Linked DNA regions of Pan troglodytes: region 2 is linked to region 1. The links are chromatin contacts, called in public HiChIP or PLAC-seq maps. All regions are on one chromosome and are shown on one strand. Each heading gives the region's core, a stretch centred on a gene start, on an enhancer-like site or on the middle of the called end of the contact. The rest is flanking DNA. Distances are from core to core; before and after follow the strand shown. Region 1 holds the start of LOC107970432. Region 2 holds the start of TMEM43 (transmembrane protein 43).

The links. HiChIP or PLAC-seq counts read pairs in DNA pulled down with a chosen protein or histone mark.
Region 2: an H3K4me3 HiChIP or PLAC-seq map of stem cell-derived excitatory neurons shows a contact between it and region 1, with 4 times the contacts expected there. The contact joins the promoter of TMEM43 here to the promoter of LOC107970432 in region 1. A contact is called at or near these places in 2 of 7 Hi-C or Micro-C datasets (induced pluripotent stem cells and stem cell-derived neural progenitor cells) and 1 of 1 datasets of contacts at active chromatin or transcription factors (stem cell-derived excitatory neurons).

Annotation. Positions count from the first base shown.
Region 1 is chr2:17,650,470-17,656,910 of NHGRI_mPanTro3-v2.0_pri, forward strand. It overlaps LOC107970432, which reads right to left and starts at 1,950. Exons shown (of 2, transcript XM_054680333.1): 1 at 1,945-1,950; 2 at 342-1,238. The coding sequence starts at 1,950. The coding sequence ends at 438.
Region 2 is chr2:18,122,756-18,128,764 of NHGRI_mPanTro3-v2.0_pri, forward strand. It overlaps TMEM43 (transmembrane protein 43), which reads left to right and starts at 4,628. Exons shown (of 12, transcript XM_001157301.5): 1 at 4,628-4,968. The coding sequence starts at 4,957. It overlaps CHCHD4 (coiled-coil-helix-coiled-coil-helix domain containing 4), which reads right to left and starts at 4,554. Exons shown (of 4, transcript XM_526138.8): 1 at 4,420-4,554; 2 at 1,684-1,853. The coding sequence starts at 1,744.

The DNA of each region.
Region 1 (6,441 bases), core at 700-3,199:
AGTCAGCAGTGTTAAGTGTTCCTTCCTGTTGGCGCACATCTTGTCTGTTGCTGGTGCCTGCTATGGAGTCCTCCGAGGGGCACCCCACACTTTCCCTGGGATCACGTGTCCAGGCTGCTCCCAGGTACGCACCCCACAGACTCTGCTGCAGTGAAGGGGGCCCATTTGTGGACTTCCCTGGACATGCAACCAAGGAGCGAACTGCTGATCATGGGTGTCTGTACTCCAGTTTTGACCCCATTTTTTCAGGCTGCCCTCCAGAAAGCCTGTGCGTCCCCATCAATCATCCCACTTCCTGAGATGTGCCAAGTGGAGGGGCGTGCCGCGCTTGCTTGCCGGCTGTTCTGCACACGGGCGCTAAGGGTTCTGCTTTCTCTGAGTCACTGAGCTACACCCAAAACCAGCATCCCATCCTGTGGGCTGTAGGCTCAAGTGGGTCATTGCTTGGCTTGGGTACAATATTTAGAAAAGTTTTGAGCCAACATGTCAACACTGAGGAATTTCACGTGCCCTTTTAGGTTTTGGGCTTCTCTGGAAACCCCAAACTGCTTCTTTCTTATGGTTCCCAAGGTAAATCTGTTCTTCTCAACGTTTTTCATTTGGAAGACCCTGTTGCCCCACAGGACCTTATGGCTTCTGCAAAATAGACTGGGTCCATTGCAAAGCCCTTTCTCCAGGCAGAGCTTTTCCCGCCAAGGGCTGGGCAGCCTGGCTGGAGGCAGTGAGCACCCATCGCAGGAGGTATCAGAGCAGCCCCAGCAGGTCCCGGGTGTGGGATGGGGCCACTGACGTTCCCCTCGTTTAGCTTCCATAGCTTTGTGAGACAGGCATTCTCCTCGCCTGCTGCTCTGCAAGCTGGTGGGACAGAAGCACCTTCCAGCTTTGTGGATGAGTTCTGACGCAGCTGCGGGGCAACAGTGCCCCCTCGTGGCTGCAGCCCCAGCCTGGCCGCTCTGCCTGCAACTAATGGAGGGGTGGATTTGGACAAGTGGCACGGGGGAAAGGTGTTTCTGACTGCAGGAAGGGCTGCAAGGCTTTCCCACAGCCAGTGTGGCTGGAGGGAAAGGTGCGATGGGAGCAGAGGCCAGAGGTCTGTGGGGACCAAGTGGGGAGAGGATAGGATACTGAGTGAGGGGTGGTCCTTGAGGGAATTTGGGCAGAGTGGCCACCCCTCCCTTGAACAGTAGGTCTGTCCATGATCCCAAGGGCTCCCTGGGGTCTGCTCCTCTGACCCATTCCTAAGACCAAGGGATTCCAACCACAGGAATCTTCCTGCAAACAGATTTGTGGGCTGGCTTGGCCTGGCCTGCTCTGCCATGGATGGAACCATCGTTGATAGCTAGGGGCTTTAATGATGGAACTGTGGGCAAAATGCACCCCCAAGGGAATGGAGGTGACTCAGTTCCACCAGCATCTACCGGCAGCCCCTGCCGTGTCCAGGCTCTGTGCTGGCAGGCTCTGCGTTGCTCAGATCCTGTTCCCACCTACAACCTGGAGGGAGGGCTCCCAGCCCCATCTATAGAGGTGGAAACTGAGGTTCAGAGAGAGTGTATGACTTGCCTAGGGCCACACAGGGATTCAACTCTGTAAGGGAAACCTCATTGCTCAGGAGAATGAGAAGAAAAGCCACAGACTGGGAGAAAATATTTGCAAAGGACATAGCTGATAAATGACTATTATCCAAAATCTACAAATAACTCTTAACACTCAATAATAGGAAAACAACCCAATTAAAAAGTGGGCAGAAGATCTAAACAGACACCTCATTCAAGAAGATACACAGATGGCAAATAAGCACCTGAAAGATGCTCCACATAGGTATATCATTAGGGAACTGCAAATTAAACCAACCATGAGATACTGCCACACACCTACTGGAGTGGCTCATATCCAAAGCACTAACACACCAAATGCTGGTGAGGATGTGGAGCACCAGGAACTCACATTCATTGCTGGTGGGAGTGCAAAATGGCACAACCACTTTGGAAAACAGTTTGGTTGTTTTTTTTTTTTTTTTTTTTTTTCAGACAGGGTCTTTCTCTGTCACCCAGGCTGGAGTGCAGTGAAGCAATCATGGCTCACTGCAGCTTCAACCTACCAGGCTCATGTGATTCTCCCACCTCAGCCTCTTGAGTAGCTGGGACTACAGGCATGCACCACCACGCCCAACTGATTTTTGTATTTTTTGTAGAGGCGGGGTTTTGCCACGTGGCCCAGCCAATCTGAAGCCAATCTGAAAAGGCTACACACTGTATGATTCCAACAATACAGCATTCTGGAACAGGCAAAACTATGGGAACAGTAAAAAGATCTGTGGTTGCCAGGGGTTAGGGGGAAGGGAGCACAGGGGATTACGGGTGGAGCTTAGAGAATTTTTTGGGCGGTGACACTATTCTGTGTGATACAATAATGGTGGATAAGGGTCGTTGTACGTTTGTCCAAACACATGGAACGTACAGCTTCAAGAATGAGCCCTCACGTAAACCATGGGCTGTGGGTGACACTGATGTGGCAGTGCAGGTCCCTCATGCACCCCTCTGCTGGGGATGTTGATAGAGGGGAGGTTGTGCACGTGTAGGGGCAGGGAGTGTGTGGGAACTCTCTGTACTTTCTGCTCAATTTTCCTGGGAACCTAAAACTGTTCTAAAAAATTAAGTCTACTTAAAAAACAAAACAGCCCACTGCGTGGCCCTCCCCATACTCCCAAAGCTCACACTCTAGTAGGGAGTCAGACACAGAAACAGACACAACCATGTTGGCAGTCACTGCAATGATGAGGCAGCCACAGGGGGCTGTGGAAACTCAAGAGGGGCCACTATAGTGGCATCAGGGAAGGCTTCCTGGAGGAGGTGTTGCCTCCAGTGGGTTTTGACGTGCAGCAGGAATTACCCAGCCGGAGATCAGGGCAGGCACTGCAGGCAGCATGCTCAAAGGCACCAAGGAGTGAGCTGTTGGGGGAGCAGCGGAAGTTCCTAGTGCAGCGTGGGGGTGCTCCGTGCACAGATTAAGCTGCGGGCCGCGGGAAACAGGACCCTGGGGGCCCCCTAGAGCCTCGCGGAGTGGCTTGCGGAGGAGCCTCGGGGCCACGGCGTGTGTGCAGCGACACCTGGCGGTGGCATGCGGAACTGCGGACGGCTGCGCAGGAGCGGACAGCGGAGAGGCGGTACTGACCGGTGCGAGGCGGTGCTGACCGGTGCTGACCGGTGCGGACCGGTGCGGACCGGTGCGGGCCGGTGCCGGCCAGTGCAGGCCAGGCCCGGCCGGGGCGAGGCAGGTGGCCGCGTCCGAGGACCGCGTCGCACAGCAGCTTCCAGGACCTGGAGAGAAATCGAGGTGGGGGTGCGTGAACGTGGATGGGCAGAAATAACATCTTTTGTACTCTAGTTGGAACATAGCATGTCCTTTAATTATGAACGCAATGAGCTACAGTAGCACTACTCATTTCAGAGATGGCGCAATCTCGCTTTCCTTCCTTAGTACTTTGAAATTGCAGTGGGTATTAGACCCGCTGCTAGACCGTGTCATTCACTGGGTTAAGAAGGAAGCCCACGTAGCGCCACGTCACAGACCCCTTTTAGTATTTTGATAACTATAATTTAAATCTAATTGGCGTTTAAGAGCCTACAGGCTTGCCCAGACTGCCAAAGGCGTCTCTGGCACACACACACACACACACACACACACACACACACACTAACATGCACACAAGCAGACACACATGCACGCAGACACGCACATGAACACATGCACACACACTCTTGCATGTACACACGTGTGTACACATACATGCATGGTTGAGAACCTCTCTGGAGAGGAAAGGCAACACCAGTGTGTCCGCTATGTAGTGGTTTATCAGATAGTTTATTGTGGACATGGACATGAATAAGAAAGGGGCACTGCTAATTAGGCCAAGGCAGTGGATATGAGGTGGGACTGTCCCTAACACACTGGGACCAGGGCTACCCTGAGGCCTGCAGGACACGGGGAGCTGTGTGTGAGTTTGCATCTCTGTAGGCGCGTGGCTGTGAGTGTGGGGGAACCTGGTGAAATGCATCTGAGGAGGGGAGGGGGTGTCTGCCACTGTTCTGGGTGTGTGTGTGTGTGTGTGTGTGTGTGTGTGTGTATAGGGCATTCTGATCTCTAGTACCTGGGTTCTAGCAGATGCCTGACCCACAGCCCTGTGTTCAGCCTGGTCATTCCAGCTCTCAGAGAGACCTTGCCCAGCCATTTCCTGGGGTAGCAAATGGTCCGGAACCAGTCTGTCTTGCCTCCCCTGAGGGAGACAGGCGGGCTACCTGTGTAGCCTTCTTACCTCACTAAACTCATCCTTCCTTCCATGATGATCCCCATTTTACAGACACAGAAACTGAGGCCCAGAAGAGCTGAATATTTGGCCCAGGCCACACAGGGAGTCCAGCCACGGGTGATGAGGGGCTGAGGATCGGGGAGGGACAGGAAACCTGGCCTTTCTGAGCCTTGCTGTCCTTATCTGCTGCGTCAGGAGGTGAGAGGAAGATGTTTGGGGCTGAGCTAGCAGAGAGGACACTGAGCTTTTGGCCTCTCCCCTGTGTAAACCCCACCATGACTCCCCATTGCCACGGCATCAAGTCCCAGTTCCATGGCCTGACATTCCGGTCCCTGCCCCCTTCAGATTCATTGCCCATCACTCCCCGTCCACTCCCTGCACTCCAGCCACCCTGGCCACCAGCCCTTCCTAGCACCCTCCAAGACCTTCTCATCTCCACGCCTCTGCCCATTCTGTACCTGGCAAACTCCTACGCATCCTGCAATGCTCAGCTCTGAGCACCCCACACAGAGTTGGCATCTGCCTGCTGTGTGCCCCCACCGCCCTCACACATCCCTGCAGGTAGTCCTTCTCAGGACTGATGCAGCTAAATATGATCCCAGTCCCCAGCACCTAGCACCGTGCATAAAGCAGGCACTAACAAATGCGTGTCGAATGAATAAGCAAATGTGTGCGTGCACACTCCACCCGCCCCCCTCCTCATGAACTGCTTGAGAGAAGGGCTGGGTCCTTTCCAGCTACTCAGGTGGCAATCGGAGTTTGTCCAATGTCCAGGCTGGAGCCAGAGTTGAAGGGAGGAGCAGGCTGGGGGTGGTGGTGGCTGCATTTGGGGTTAGGAGGCCCAGGCTGGGCCTGTGAGCTGGACACCCCACCCCAACACCTGAGGTATCTGCTCCAGGTCCCTCTCTGCATGCTCCTGGATGGGGCTTGGCTGTGGCTTCCACTCAGGCCCCTGGATATCCCCACTGCAGCTTGGCCCTCTGTGACTCACTCTTTCTTGGCCCTAAAGGTCAGTGCAGGGCCAGGCCTCGTCCTCTTCTCTGTCCATTTATCAGGTCGGAAGCTCAAGGCTGACCTGGCTGGGGCCAAGGTTTATGTGCTTGTTCACCCCACCCAGCACCTCTGACCCTGTGAAACATGCCAGGAAGGGTGGGGACAGGAAGGTGACAGTAGGGCCTCTGTGTCTGCCCCGGGGCACTGTCAGCTGGGTCAGGATTTATGCCCTGATGTTCCCACCCCCAGACCTGGTCACCAGGCCCACGCCCTAGGTCTGGTGCTGAGCCATCCCTGCAGGGGGCCCAGCAAAGCCTGAGGGCTGGGAGCTGGCTGGGGTGCGGGGTGGGCTGGGGTTGGGGGTTGGCAGGAGGCAACTGCAGATTAGGTCCCAAGTGAACACTGCTAGCGTCTTTGTCCTGCTAAGAGACATCGGCTGGGACATCTTGCCTCCTGGGGCCTGTTTCCGCAACTGTAAATGGGCATTGCCTTAGTAGCCACCCTTTGGGGCCCTTGGATAGCACATGTCCAGCTAATGTGCCCGCCTGCAGTGTTCCCCATTTTCTTTTGGGGAGCTCCCCTTGCCAGTACCAGTGCACATGGTCTTTGCTGGGCCATCCTTTGCACACTGTATCTCCAGACCTGGGGCTTGAGAGGGCGCCTCCTCAACAAGGGCCCCAAACGTGGGCTGGGGCTCCAGGGGCAGGAGGTAAGGGGAGAGGTGGTTTTAGTGGGTTTGCTGGCAGCAATCTGAATCCAGGGGTTGCAGCGGAAGGAATTGGAGATGGGAGGAGGCGCAAGGCCAGTTGGATCAGGGGATACGCAGGAGATGGTGTCTTTGGTCACCCAGTTGCTCAGTCAGAAACCTGGACAGCCTGGCCCCTGCCCGTCCCCTCACCTCCTAGCCAGCGGTGAGTCTTGCACAGCCCTCCGCCCACCCACTCCAGCACTCGCCACTTCCTGCCTCTTCCCCTACCTCTACTGCCCTGGCCTGCTTCCACTACCTGCGTCTCTCACCGACATCACTGCAATCGCCTCCTCGGAGGCCTCTGCTTCCTCTCTTCTCCACACCCTCACCCTCCATTGTCACTACCTTGCTTCTCACAGCTGGCTAAGCCCTTATGACTAATGACTGTTCTCAG
Region 2 (6,009 bases), core at 3,378-5,877, 470 kb after region 1:
TTAGTTTTACTCTCGGTAGAGCCACCCCAACCCGTCTTTCTCTCACATCTCCAACAGCAAATTAGAATGGCTCGATCTTCAAATACATCCAGAAAGAGCTGCATCCCTCACCTCTTCGACCCCATCTCCCACCATCACTCCCTCCACTCCAGCCACGCTGGCCTCTGCTTTTACTTGAATGTGCTGAGCACATGCCTACCTCTGGCCTTTGCACAGGGTGTTCTGTCCTCCAGGAGCACCTTCCCTTCCCTCAGGTACCCTCACAGCGATTTCTCCCTGCTTTCACCTCCTGCTTAGATGCCACCATCCCTGACCACTGCCCATCTCCCTTATCCCGCTTTATCTTTCTCCAAAGTGCTTTTCCTCACCCAACATACTATGTATGTTTACCACTTGATGCCCCCACTGGAATGTCAGCTCCTCAGAGGCAGCAATTTTTGTCTATTCTGTTCATTGCAGTATCCTGAGAGCCCAGAATAGTGCCAAGGACAAAGTGGGTGTTCAATATTTGTTGAAAAAAATGAATGGAGAAACAACTCTGGATTAGGGCTTGAAGACCCCAGTGTAAGAATTAAAGAGGAGAGAAACACGAAGGGTGGCTTTTCAGTCAACAGGGACAGGTTTATTTTAAACAAACCTGAGAGGGGCTGCTGGCTGAGTTAGGTCAGAGCCACACTCTCTTACAGACTAAGAGTTTTTAAGGATTCAGGGTGGGAGAGCTTATCAGAGGCTTGGACTGCTCCTGTGTCTCTTTGTTGTGCTTATCTGGGAGGCAGACTCGTGTGTCTCTTTCCATACATCTTTCTGCAGCTGCAGGCATATCCCCCCAAGACTGCTTTTAGCTTCCCTATCTTAGTACACCTGAAGGGAAAGGAATGTGCTTATTAAGGCCCACAGTTTTACTGGGGCCCATTGTATGAGGGTGAAGTTTGGCAGTCACCCAAGAGACTTTCCCCCCACCTCCCTCTGTGTCCCAGCTGTCTTGTCTGTGTTTTACTGTCTGCTCTTTCTGGCTGCTTGTAGTTAGAAGAGAAGTGACTTCCTTGAAATGCATGAGGCTAGAAAGGGAGCTGGAACTTAAAGTGCCAGTGTTTGTCCGAGATGACGCTACTCCTGCTCTGTCACCCAGTCCCAGCAGAAAGCAGGAAGACAGAATGGTTATCACCATTAAGTGAGTGAGACCAAAAAATCCCTTGGATGAGTAGTTTGATTTCCCCCATGAAAGGGGAGGATTTTTATACACCAGAATCTCTCAGCTCATCCACCCCAGAAGGAATGCCCCTGTGTCCTGCAGAGGAAGCAGTTTATTGTCTCCCATGGATGCTGACTCCCCAGGGTCATGTTTGAGAACGGCAACCTGCACTAAGGACTTATTTTCTTTCGTTTTTGGCTAAGTTGATTCAATACACCTGTGATACAATTCCAACCACTACTTTCTGAAGCTCAACCCAAGAAAGAGATCTAAAGCCAGAGGGAGTGGTGCCTGTGGTGTATTTTGAGTGAGGTAAGGGGTTTCTAAGAGTTTGATAAATCTGACTGCTAAGGACTTTCATGTTTAGAATCTAACCCCTTTGAAAGATACAACTCCCCCATACAGAATCAAGTGTCTGTGAAGAATACACAAATGGCTTTCAGACAAAGTGTTAAGAAGAATGCAAGTGTTAGAAGTTTAGCTCAACAAACCTTCCTCAGCTCCAGCTCTGTGGTAGTACCTGGTGGTCACAGATGAATACGACACAGGCATCCAGTGGAGAAGACGGAAGGGGAGGGATCCTACCTTTGTCCCTGACAAAGAGCTTCAGGGAGGGAAGGAGGGGAATAGACATTCCAGAAGGAACCATCCTGGGCAAAGCCTGGAGGGCAAAAGGAGGGTTTTAAGTAGTGTTCGCTCACACGTGTTTAGGATTGCAAAAGGTTTTCTTAAGAAAGTGGCATTTAAAAGGATGTCTGAAGCCTCAGGAAGCCTTCTCAGACCCCATAGAGCCTTTCACTAAACGATCATAGCATGCTGGGCTTTTCCTTCATGTCACTTATGACAGTCTGTAATCATGCATTTGTCTGGTGATGTTTTAATGGCAATCTCTTCCACCATGCCAGGAGGGCAGAGAATGTGTCACCTTGCTCACCACTATATGCCCAATGGCTGGCACATCACGTGTGCTCTATAATTGTTGACTGAACAGGAGTGGGCAGGCTCTGCATTAGAAAGAGGAAACTAAGAAAGAAACACTATGGTGCTGACACAGGAGAAGTGTGGCTAGCCCAAGGCCCAGGTGCGAGGCTGACAGCCCTTGAATGCCAAACCAACGAGTTTAACCTGAAGGCTGGGTAGCAGGTGGACCCCTGAAATAAACTTGTACAGGCAAGTGATTCACTCAGGACAGAGGGCAGGTAAATGCATGATTCAATAAAGATTTGGGCACCCATTGTACACCAAGCCCTGTGCTAGATGCTGGGGATTCCACAGCCCATCTGATGCTCTCAGCTTAGTGCGAGAAGACAGGCAGGAAGTAAGATGGCAAAAAATAAAAAAGGTCATTTCAGACAGTTCAGGATGTGAAAGACACAAAGGGTCAGGAGGTGATATTGGAGCTAAATGTTAAAGGATGAGGAGTCAGCCACGGAAGAGCTGAAGGCAGGATATACCAAACCAAGGGAATAGCCAAGAGGCTAGAGGCTGGGCAGCAAAAGGGTGGGAAGAGACCAGGCTGGAAAGGCAGACAGGGCCAGATCACATAAGCTCTGATACAGTAAGCAGTTTGGGATCATTTTTTTAAAATCCTATGGGAAGCATAAAGGATCAGTGGGGGGCGGGGGGGGGAAGTTAGGGACTTCTTACGGGGACAGTGGTATGGATAAGATAAATACTAAGGAAGGCCTATAAGTGAGTGCTTTCAGTTCTCACTCATCTCCGAACTAAGAGAGATCTTTGAAGCAGGAAAAGATAGGGCTCCATGTTTTGGAGGCAGATGGACCTAGCCTCCCCTTTCCAGAGAAAACTGCCTCCCGTAAATCCTCAAAGAGGAGGGTCTTGTTTATCAGCACAGCCTCATTATACCCAAAGGCTCAAAAATTATTTGCTAAATGAAGTAAATTAGAGAAAGACTCGAAATTAAAAACAAGAGTGGTGAGGGCAGAGGACTTTTGCTTATGGCACACATTAAGTAGTAATCAGCGGAAATATAATAGTACTCATTAAAGAGTGAGTCTTATGGCTTTACGACCCAGAGGAGGAGAGGTTCTAGAAGCAGACAGCGCTACCAGGGAAAAGGCTCAGAATTTTAGGCTGAGCTAGTCTCCTAACTGGATGTGTAACTACAGGTAGGCCACCTCCTTCTCTGGGCTTCAGATTGCTTGAATTAACTGACGGAGCTGGAGTATTCACCAAAGAATTTCTAGGGGACTTCCAACTCTCTCTGTAGTTTTATAACCATCCATCCCCCTTCTCTGGCGCAGAGAAGGTGCTTCATGAATATTTGCTGTATCAATGAAGCCCAACATCTCATTTTACAACACTGGATACCAGGGCCTGGAGGGGTTAGGTGGGAGCTCAGGGCCAAGGAGCCAGTTTGTGGCAGTGTGTGGGGAGGCCCTCCGACCTGTGGCTCGGGTACTTCTGAGCTCTTGGGTAGAGTAACATCAAGGAAGCAGTAGGTGGTCAGAGCTCAACTTTGGGGTGGGAAGTAGGCAGGGTTCTCCCTGCAATCCACTGGGCACTAGATTGGATAAGGCTCTTCTGGGGTCACAATGCCCAGGCTCAAACCCCAGCTCCACGATTTGCGGCTGAGTGGCTTTAGCCATGTCTCCTGTGTCTAACTTTGCTCTTCAGTAAAATGTGACCAACAACAGAGCCTGACTTACAAAGGTCGCAGCGAGATCTGTGAGACAAGCCAGGCAAGTTTCCTTGAACAGTGCCTGACAGGTAGCAGGGGGCTCAAAAACATTCCCGTTAGTGGAACTCCTAGCACTCCAGCACAGCACACGCTACCCCGAGTGGCAACTTTTCGGGACGCGCCTTTTAAAGGCGCGTGCAAAATGTAAACACGTGGGGTATGGCAGGAGCGGTAGTAATAATTAACCACCATACATTCCCAGTTTCGAGCCACACGCAACGTGCTCGGCACTTCCCGTGCCCCAACCGGACCTAGTTTACGACTTCCTACGCACAGGCCCCTCTGAGGTCAGGGTTCGGGCTTCACTGTGACCTTGGACCAGCCCCGTTCCCCCCAGAGCTTCGGTTTTCTCATCCGCAAAACAGGAGTAGCGACCCCCCAGCCGGCCCACCTCCGAGTGTCCCAGGGTGGGCACCTGGGCCGCGCCTCAGGTGGCCAGCGCCCGGCGTGGTCGCGGGGCGCCGGGGCCCGCGTGTCTCCCGCAGGCCCTCGTAGGCCGGTCTCCGTGGCAGCCCGCCCTCCCTACCTTCCTGCCGGCAATAGGACATGGCTGCAGCCCGTCCCTGAGACCTTGCAGAAGCGGCGGTGGCGGCAGCTGCACCTTTACGCCGTGACCTCCCTCTCCTCTGGCAGGGCGGGCTCCTCCGAAGCCCGCGCGGACCCGCCCCCTCCCAGGCCTGCCCGCCGCGCGCCTGCCTCGGCGCCCTCGCAACCGCGGCCAGGCCAACCTCAGCCGGAAACTACATTTCCCAGCAGGTCGCGCGCCCCTCGACAGGTCTCCAGGCAGTAGAAACTACATTTCCCCGAAAGCTTTGCAGTGCGCAGGCGCATCAATGAGGTACTGCAATGTCCCGGACCGTAGTTTCCAAGACGTCTCGCCGCGCGCATGCGCAGAAACACTGGGCACAGTGGGAGGTAACTGTAGTAAGTCCCGCTTGGCCCTGGAGTCCACGCGGATTTTCGAAGCTGGGGCTGGCAAGAGGCCGCTGGACACCACGCTCCAGTCGTCAGTCCGCTTCGTAGCTGAACAGCGCGAGGCGGCGGCAGCGAGCCGGGTCCCACCATGGCCGCGAATGTGAGTATCCCTGGGCCAGCCGGGCCACACCCAGGCTTCCCCGTCGCCCTGGGGCTTTTCCCCGGGGTCCTCTAGGTCCATTTCGCCGCCTGGAGCTCCTCCGTGCGGCTAGGCCCGCATCTCCCTCTGCTCGCCGTGTCTGTGCCTTCGCCAGCTCATCCCTCTGTTCATCTCGCGGCCTGTCCAGGCTTCTTTTGTCCGTGTTTCTTGGCTCGCCTCGTCCTCGGCGTTCGTGCGGAGGCGGACTCGGAGGTGTTGCTCCCGTACTGGGATCTGCTTGTACGCCTCTCCGCGGCCCCTCCTTGCATTCCCAGTTCCCTCCTGTATCTTGGGGCCCTGAAACTTGCGCATTATGAGAGCTGGACGCGACCTCAGAGAGGGCGCCAGTCCCTTGGGAGGGAGGAAGGCGATCCAGCCCAAGTGGAGCTGTCCAGCAATGGACAGACAGGGCTGTCCAGGCGGGCAGAGAGCTCTCCGCCCTGGGGAGGCTCTGTAAACCGAGGCTGTGATGCTCCAAAAAGCTTAGGCTGGGCTGGGAGCGAAGGAGTTGGGGGAGAGGGAGCATTTCTCTACTGTCGGGGCCCCTCCTCCCCCTAGCAAGGATTTGGTTGGAGAAGGCCTGGCTGAGGGCTGTTCCTTCAAGGCCTCTTCTCCCTGCAACTAGCCTTTCTCGGGAAACTATTTAAGCCCAACATTCATTCAACAAGCAGCGCCTCCTACCAGGGCGCTGGGTGTGGGAGAAGCTGGTGACTCACCTCTCCCCTCCTCTGTGAAAGTGCGTCTAGGGCCCGCTTAGGAGCCCAGCCAGCCCCAGACACACCCTCCCTCCTGCTTTGGTAGAGTGTCCTAGCAGCTCTCCCCTTGCCTGTCACACCCTATTTCCAGACACCGCCTCTGTCCCCAAGCGTCCTCTCTGCCTCCCACACCCCTTGAGGGGCCAGGGTGTGCATCACCCACAGCCCTAGTACACTTTGTCTCGGGTTAGTATCATCCACACTCCCAGGACATTTCGGGCCCACAGGAGGGTTAGAAGCCTTGAAT